3 separate regions of the Sus scrofa genome follow, and regions 1 and 3 are each linked to region 2. Evidence: chromatin contacts called from public Hi-C and HiChIP or PLAC-seq data. All regions are on one chromosome and are shown on one strand. Each heading gives the region's core, a stretch centred on a gene start, on an enhancer-like site or on the middle of the called end of the contact. The rest is flanking DNA. Distances are from core to core; before and after follow the strand shown. Region 1 holds the start of CCL16 (C-C motif chemokine 16). Region 2 overlaps LOC100515857 (C-C motif chemokine 3). Region 3 has its middle 17 kb from the start of CCL4.

Region 1 (2,700 bases), core at 185-2,684, 75 kb after region 2:
ATGGATGGGCGGGTGGATGGAAGGATAGATGAGTAGATGGATGGGTGGGTGGGTGGATGGATGGATGGAAAGATGGGTGGATAGGTGGGTGGATGGCTACAGTGAGACAGAAATCAAGAGGCAGTTTATGCTCCAAGAACAACACCCAGCTGTCCCCCAAGGCTTCCACGTTCAACAAGGCACTCTGTGAACTTAGAGAAAGAGCACTCCCAGTGTAGGCACAACGACCACCTTCCCTGGCCTCCAGCCTCCACTGACAAGGCCCAAGAGGGTGCCTGCAGCTAAAGGTACAGCCAGGCTTCCTCGAACTTCATCGCCTCCATGAACAGAGGTCAAGTGCTGTCCCACCTACACACTCTCCCCACCCTCATAAAAAGCCACGGTTTCACCACCATTAACTGCCTTGAACCCACCAGGACTAATTGCATCATATGTGTTCCCTATTTATGAGCAGTCATGCCAATCAGCAAGCCCCATAAGGATCTTCATAGTCCTTGTTTTGCTCTGCCTCCCTCTGCTCTGATCTCCCAAAACATTCCCTCAGGCTTCAGAAGTTCACAGTCCATCAAAGGCAAAATCTCTCTTTCATTTCTTCTCTGAACGCTGCCTCCAATCTGAAACGGGGTCCTGAGGCAGTCTGAAGAGAGAAGATGCTGAGGGACGGGTCCAGCCTCAGCCAAAGCCCGAGGGCAGAAGCTAGAACTTTGGGTCTCAGAAGCAGGTTTTCGGGCTTGGAGTCTTGGGGCGCCCTCTGCTGGTCACAGTGGCAGATCCGATTAACCCACACAGCGGGCACCCAGAAGGGATCAGACAACTAGACCTAAAACTGGTTCTGAGTCCAAGGTCCAAAGAGATAAATGAGAACATTAACAAATAAACCAAACACTTCAGCAACAAGTGGGGACCAAGGATCAGGATTTTTTTTTTTTTACTATTAGTTACATAACCTGTGACAAAAGTGAGCTCAATCATGGGTTCTGGGAGGGGTGGGGGGAACATCCTTTTCAGAGGGCACTAAACCCTACCCTTGCCTCAGTCTGTGCTCTCCTGCTTTCTGCAAAATGGGAGTGAAGGAGTTCCCACTGTGGCTCAGCAGGTTAAGAACCCGACTAATATCCATGAGGATGCAAGTTCAATCCCTGGCCCCACTCAGTGGGTTAAGGATCCAGCATGAGCTGTGGTGTAGGTCGCAGATGCAGCTCGGATCCCAAGTTGCTGTGGCTGCGGTGTAGGCTAGCAGCTGCAGCTCTGATTTGACCCCTAGCCTCGGAACTTCCATTATGTGTGGGGCTAAAAGAAAAAAGAAAATAAAAAATAAGTTAAATTTGTTTAAAAGGGGAGTGAGAATCTCTCCTCCCTGCGGTGAGGACTAAGCGAATTAGGGCGTGCGAGGTGCTGACACACGGCGCATGCTCACACTTTCCCTTCCACTCGTTTTTTTCCTTCACACGGATTCAAATCTGACTGAATTCACCTCTGCACCAGCCCCTACCCTCCACCACCCTCCCTTTGGGCAGACACCCAGGGAGGCCCGTTGTCTCTCCTCCTCCACCCGCTCTGAAGCGGTCAGAGTCCAGAGAGCTGAGGGCTCAGAGGGAGGACCAGCAGGGAGCCCACCTCCGCTCAGCCCTGCCCTGGAGCTAAACTGCCCCCTCGAGAAGATGAAGGTCTCCGTGGCTTCCCTCTTTCTCCTCATCCTCATCCTCGCCACTACTTCTGCTCTTCGCGGCCAGGAAAGTGAGTGAGTCCACCCGTCCCTGAAGGGCAGCCGAAAGAAAGGGGAAATGGGGCAGCTGGCATGCTGCGAGGTGACGCTGAGAATACTGTCAGATCTCTGTCACCCGCCCCAGGGCCTCTCCGCTCCTGCACCCAGAGCTGCTGTCCTTAATCTCCCTCCTTTGTAAGTGGAGCTGGGCTGTGGTCCACATCCTTCTGGGGTTGGTCGGGCAGGTTCAGGAAGCTGGGTCAAGGTTACATCAGGGGTCCTCGGGATGGAGAGCAGGTGTGAGCACTTAGGAGGAAGAGCCGAGGAAGCAGCAGAAGAGACAGGAGTGAACAAACGTGATGAGGAGGAGAAAAGCCATAGGTTCCCCCGAAAGGGCAGGACGAGGGGAGTCTGGGAGGCGGGCTGAGGGAGGCTAGGGATGAGGGAAGCCCGGGAACGCAGAGTCTGAACCCACAAGGCCTTGCTCGCAGTGTCCGGCATGGATTGCTGGGACCATCAGGGCAACCAAAACAAGTCCCAGTGGGATGCCCAAGAGTGCTATTTTAGCATTTCTGTCTCCATCCCCCAGCCTAGGATTAAATAAAATCTGTAGAAATGAGAAAAGGAGTTGAGAGATTTTGAAGCCACGGGATGCCTGGGACCTATGGAGAACAGGATTCGTTTTGTCCACTCCCTACCCCTTCCTCTGCCATCATTTATAAAGGCTGGTGACAGGGGAGCAACTAAGACACTCAGGTCTTCCACCTACCTGCCTTCAGCTGCCCCATTCTTTTCTCCCTAAAGCTACCCTTGGCATACAGTCTGGTCGGACTCTGCCTGTGTAAACACTCAGGGAGCAAGGGTCACACACACCATTGCAATATGCCCTCATACCCTCAGGAAGCCCCTGGTCTTCATAAATGTTGCCTGAGGCCCAGTGGGACTGTGTGCAGAGGTGTCTCAGGGCCCTTCGGGAAGGTCAAGCAGGAAACCAA
Region 2 (2,700 bases), core at 101-2,600:
ATTCCCTCTCCTAGGGCTTCTATTCAAATCTATTCTCCTAGGGATGGCCAACTCCCTCCTGTCCCTCAGGTCTCAGTTAAATGATCTTTCTTGGAGTAGCCTTCCATGAACCCCTAATACAAGTCTGGTCTCCAAACTGTTTCATAAAATCTTGTAACTAATCTATCACAGCTCTTATCCCACTTTGTAATTAGGTATTTATTATACATGATTATTTCTTCCTTTTTTTTTTTTTTTTTTTTTTTTTGGTCTTTTGAGGGCCACACCTGCAGCATATGGAGGTTTCCAGGCTAGGGGTCGAATCAGAGCTGCAGCTGCCAGCCTGCCCCACAGCCACAGCAATGCCAGATCCTTAACCCAAATGAATGAGGCCAGGGATAGAATCTGCATCCTCATGGATTCTAGTCAGGTTTATTACCACTGAGCCATGATGGGAACTCCTTCTTTCATGTTTTTCTTCCCTCACAATACAGTCAACCCCATGAGACCAAGTAGCACTGGATTAGGAGAGGCAAATTTTTTGCTGATGGCCCAGACAGCATCTCCCCACCCCGACCTTTACTCTAAAAACGAAATCTGGGAGTTTCTGTCATGGCGCAGTGGTTAACAAGTTGGACTAGGAACCATGAGGTTTCAGGTTCAATCCCTGGCCTCGCTCAGTGGGCTAAGGATCCGGCATTGCCATGAGCTGTGGTGTAGGTCACAGACAAGGCTCGGATCTGGCATTGCTGTGGCTCTGGTGTAGGCCAGCAGCTATAGCTCCGATTCAACCCCTAGCCTGGGAACTTGCATATGCCACAGGTGCAGCCCTAAAAAGGACAAAATGCAAAAAGATACAAAAAATATAAAATAAAATAAAAATAAAAAATAAAAATGAGCTGGGTCCATAGGATCCTACCACCAGCCTTCTAGGTTAAATGTCTGCAACGTACAGCCTGGGAGCCAGATCCAGCTGCTCCTGGTTTTTGTAAATAAAGTTGTGTTAGAACTCAGCCACACCTGTTGGTTTTCACGTTGCCCATGGCTGCTTTTGCTCTACAAGTACAGAGCCAGGCAGGTGTGACAAAGACTTTGTGTGGCCCACAGAGCTTAAAATAGTTACCTTCTAGGACAAGGTAATGACTATTCTGGTAGCCAAACCTCCCTCAGCCACCAGCCTCTAAGCTCCATCTGTCTCTCTCCCCAGAGAGACCAGTCCAGAAAGCTCCCATCATGACATGACCTGTTGGTTCTCCCTGCCCTGCTTCTAACATCCCTAAAAATTTGTGCAGCAGCTCAGTGCAGGGTATGTCTCTGGAAGGCACCCCATAGTGCCCCTAGTGGTGCCTGGCCCAATAACGCCTCTCCCTAGGAGAGAGCAGCTCTGAGAACTGCAGCTTTCCCTCCAGAAGCCTAGCTCTGTGCCTGCCACGTGTGGCTGGCCATGTGACTCTCCACCCTCTTACTCAACAACAAATAATGAAGAAATGATTAAGTGGATAAATGGCCTGCGGGTGGCTCTAGCACTTCACCAGCAAATCTTCAAATGGGGACAAATTACAATTGCCTTGAGGGTTTTGGGGCTACTTGTGGCTTTCCGGAAGTTAATAAGCCTGCATTATTTGGGAAAAGCAGTACATGCTGAATTAGCCATGATTATTTTCTTTTGCTACTAGTTTATTCACTACTGGTAGAAGTAGGTAATTGTTTGCTTTTCCTGATATTTTGATAGGTTCTTATCAACTGGCCAGGAATTTGGGTTCAAAGATCTCTTTACAAAGAAAAAGGACACTTGGTGCCAGGTTGGAAATTAGGGGTGTGCTCAGTTCAAGATGGCAGATAGAACTCTCACATTCAGAAGTCCTCCTGTCCAAATCCTATTGAAGTCATCATTTTGAAGAAACCAAAGACAAGGAGGGCAGGACAGGAGGGAAAATCAATAGTCTATAGAGTTTTCATTAAATTTCTGGAAGATGGAAAATGAACAGAGGACTATAAACAGATCAAATGTAATAGAAAAGGCCAGAACCCAGGACACACACAGGAAGCAGCAGCAGGAATTCCCTGGCGGCCCAGCAGGTTAAGGATGTGGTGTTGTCACTGCTGCGGCTATGGTTACTGCTGTGACTGTAAAAAGGAGAAGAAAAAAAAAAAAAAGCAGCAGCAGCAGTGGAGGTTCAAGGCTCTGGGCTCTGAATGCAGGTGGAGAAAGTAGGAATGAGAAGTGGGCAGGGGTTGTGAAGATCAGGCCACAAGCTGCTGTAAGTAGATGCCCTAAACCCACCCATTCCCACCATTGGGACTTGAAGTGTCATAGAAAACTATTGCACCTGACAAAGCTGAACAGGCAAGCAAGACTTTATTCAAGACTACTGCAAGAAGGGAGAGAGAATGAATTCAAAGCCACTGAAACAGAAGACAGGAGGATGTTTAAGTACTCGGATGAACTAGTGGAAAAGTACTGTTGGGGGGGGGGCTGACTAATGGGATGTGCCCAGCACGCTGAGTTATTCCTGAGTTTGCAAATGTTTTTCTCTGTGATTAAGGCATCTGAGTTTGCTGCTCGGCACCCAATGAAGTTAGGCTCCCACTGTCCCACAGAGACTGGGAGATAGTGGTATTGTCTTCCCTAATGACTTCGTTTCAAAAGGATGCCTCCCAAGTCCTTGAGAAAGATGTTCCTGGGTGGGAAAACTGGTCAGAGTCTGGAAAGATATATAT
Region 3 (2,700 bases), core at 17-2,516, 80 kb before region 2:
TTAAGGGCCACATTTGTGGCATATGGAGGTACCCAGGCTAGGGGTTGAATCAGAGCTGTAGCTGCCAGCTTACACCACAGCCACAGCAACATGGGATCTAAGCCCCATCTGTGACCTACAGCACAACTCTCGGAAACGCTGGATCCTTAACCCACTGAGCGCTGCCAGGGATCAAACCCGCATCCTCATGGATACTACTCGGGTTCTTAATCCATTGAGCCACAAAGGGAACACCTAAAAATGAAATTATTTTTGAGGTAGAGAAAAGCAGTCACAGATGTGCCTCTCAATTCCTGCATTTTTTCCATTTTCCTGTCTGCTTAGACTCAAGAGGAACCCAGGAGGAGAGGTGTTCGAAAGGAGAAGGGGTAGAGACAACTAGCAGACACACAGGGGACAGGTCCCTGGGTCTGTGGAAGGTGAGTATGCAGAGCAGCTCAGGACAGCCGTGGGGCCGCTGGGCCTGGTCCTTGGGAAGAGCTGAGGTTTCTTTCCTTCTTTTTTTTTTTTTTTTTTTTTTTTTTTTTTTTTTTTTCTTTTTTTCTTTTTAGGGCCTCACCCGAGGCATATGGAGGTTTCCAGGCTAGGGGGTCAAGTCAGAGCTACCTACACCACAGCCTCAGCAACGCGGGATCTGAGCCACATTAACAACCGACACCACAGCTCACAGCATTGCAGAATTCTTAACCCACTGAGCGAGGCCGGGGACCGAACATTCATCCTCAGGGATACTGGTCAGATTTGTTTCCACTGCGCCACAACGGGAACTCCAGAGCTGTGGTTTCTTTCAGCATCCGCTGCTCAGCGTGCATCCTTTGCTCCTGCTTCTGCTGGCTCAGCTTCTGGACCCTTCAGAGGAAAATGCCTGTCATGGGAACATGACAGAAGATTCTGGACTGGGGTGAGGTAGTGAGAGGACAGAAAGTTTGCATAAACCAGAGCATGAGGAAACAGGCTCCTTCCCTGCTGGAGAGGAAAATGGGGGAAGTAGGCGCAGCACGAGAGCAGAAAATACAGGCTTGGTGTCTGGTGGTGGCTCCTGCCTCCCACCCAGAAACCCAGAGAAACCCCAACGGGATGGTCCCATAAGCAGAAATGGGCTCCCTGGCGTCTGGGTAAGAAAGGGAAGTTTCATGAAAAAGGAAAAAGGAGAAAACAAAGTCTGATGTTGCACAACAGGTGAAGTCCAATATTGCCGCACGTGGTCGACTGCAATTCCTGGGTAAAGCGTTTTTTCGTTTTTTCGTTACCATCGTCCCTCCAGCCTCTGTGGAACTGAGTTCCTCCCTCCCAGTTTGCTCAGTGGGGAGAGGGCTCCATTGCGAGGGAGAAGGTCCAGATTCTGGCCTTAACCCTGTCCTCTCACTAGTAATGAAACCAGAAATAAGTTATGGCTCTGCTCTGGGTTTCATCAGACAAATGAGAGAGTGAAAGCTTTCAGAAAAAAAAAAAAAAAATCTAAGATGCCCAGAGGGCCACTGGAGTCTCGGGAAGAATCAGGCTTCTTCTTCTTCTTTTTTTTCCTGCTTTTTAGGGCTGCACTCGCAGTATATGGAGGTTCCCAGGTTAGAGGTCTAATTGGAGCTACAGCCACCAGCCTACACCACAGCCACAGCGAAAATGGATCCAAGCCATGTCTGCAACCTACACTACAGCTCATGGCCATGCCAGATCCTTAACCCGCTGAGCAAAGCCAGGGATCAAACCCGCAACCTCGTGGTTCCTAGTCGGATTCATTTCCACTGCGCCACAACGGGAACTCTAATTCAGGCTTCTTCTTAATGTTGTTGGTGGGTGTTGAATCCTTGGTGAAGCTTCAGCCTGCATATTCAGCGGCTAAAGTGACTCACTCTGAGGTGCCTCACCTGGTCATAGTTCATCAGCTTGGCATATATCCACTTCACCCTGGGTTTTTCCTGTGGGGAAGTTTGTCTCGCCTTCTAGAATGTTCCATCGCTTCCCCCAATGAGCTTCAGGGGGTCACTGTCAGTGACTCTTTAGCTGGGGATTGCATTCGTTTCCTATTGCTGCTGCAACAAGTTACACAGACTTGGTATCCTAAAACAACATACATTCATTCTCTTAAAGTTCTGGGAGTCACATGTCCAAGATCTGAGCTGAAATCAAGGGGGCTGTGCTTCTTCTGGAAGCTCTAGGAGAGAAGCAATTTCCTTGCCTTTTCCAGCTTCTAGAACTGCAGTCTTGCATTCCTTGGTTTGTGGGCTGCTTCCTCCATCTTGAAAGCCAGTGGCAAAGGCATCTTGCTTTTGTTATCACACTGTCATCTCTTCTCTAGCCCGGTCTCTACCTGTTCCATATATAATAAGGACACTATGGCTAGATTTAGAGTCCAGAAAAATAATACAGACTAATCTCTTCATCTCAAGATCCCTCACTTGACTGCAAAATCCTTTTTGTCATATGACTAGGATGTGGACACCTTGGGGGCCACTACTCAGCTTGCTGCTGTGATCTGCACCATGTCTGAGGCCTGGGGCTCATCTCTTCTCTCTCCCAACCCCGTCCCTCAGACCGGGATCTGTATCTTTCACCAAAGACCACACCCCCACCCTCTAGTCCACCCAAACTCCCCTCCTTTCACTTCCTTTAGGCCCTGTGAATATCCATCCAATGGAACTTTCTATGATGATGGAACTGCTCTATATCTGCATTGTCCAGCACGGCAGACACGTGTAGCCA

Evidence for each region. A called contact is a pair of places that touch in the nucleus more often than the background predicts. HiChIP or PLAC-seq counts read pairs in DNA pulled down with a chosen protein or histone mark.
Region 1: a Hi-C map of liver shows a contact between it and region 2, with 5 times the contacts expected there. The contact joins the promoter of CCL16 here to the enhancer-like site in region 2. A contact is called at or near these places in 1 of 5 promoter capture datasets (liver), 9 of 47 Hi-C or Micro-C datasets (blood, liver, omental adipose tissue and 2 more) and 1 of 2 datasets of contacts at active chromatin or transcription factors (alveolar macrophages).
Region 3: a contact with region 2 is called in an H3K27ac HiChIP or PLAC-seq map of alveolar macrophages. The contact joins two enhancer-like sites. A contact is called at or near these places in 2 of 47 Hi-C or Micro-C datasets (alveolar macrophages and liver) and 1 of 2 datasets of contacts at active chromatin or transcription factors (alveolar macrophages).

Annotation. Positions count from the first base shown.
Region 1 is chr12:39,616,753-39,619,452 of Sscrofa11.1, forward strand. It overlaps CCL16 (C-C motif chemokine 16), which reads left to right and starts at 1,435. Exons shown (of 3, transcript XM_003131714.4): 1 at 1,435-1,737. The coding sequence starts at 1,662.
Region 2 is chr12:39,542,336-39,545,035 of Sscrofa11.1, forward strand. All of the region lies in intron 3 of LOC100515857 (C-C motif chemokine 3), which reads right to left. Among named protein-coding and RNA genes, the nearest start is that of CCL3L1, 52 kb to the left of the region's middle. Within about 2 kb of position 1,351, at least 11 of the 83 cell types and tissues checked have an H3K27ac peak or open chromatin away from gene starts, as enhancers often do. A contact at or near this core is called in alveolar macrophages and liver, where this site is marked.
Region 3 is chr12:39,462,440-39,465,139 of Sscrofa11.1, forward strand. No RefSeq gene overlaps it. Among named protein-coding and RNA genes, the nearest start is that of CCL4, 17 kb to the right of the region's middle. Within about 2 kb of position 1,267, at least 5 of the 83 cell types and tissues checked have an H3K27ac peak or open chromatin away from gene starts, as enhancers often do. A contact at or near this core is called in alveolar macrophages and liver, where this site is marked.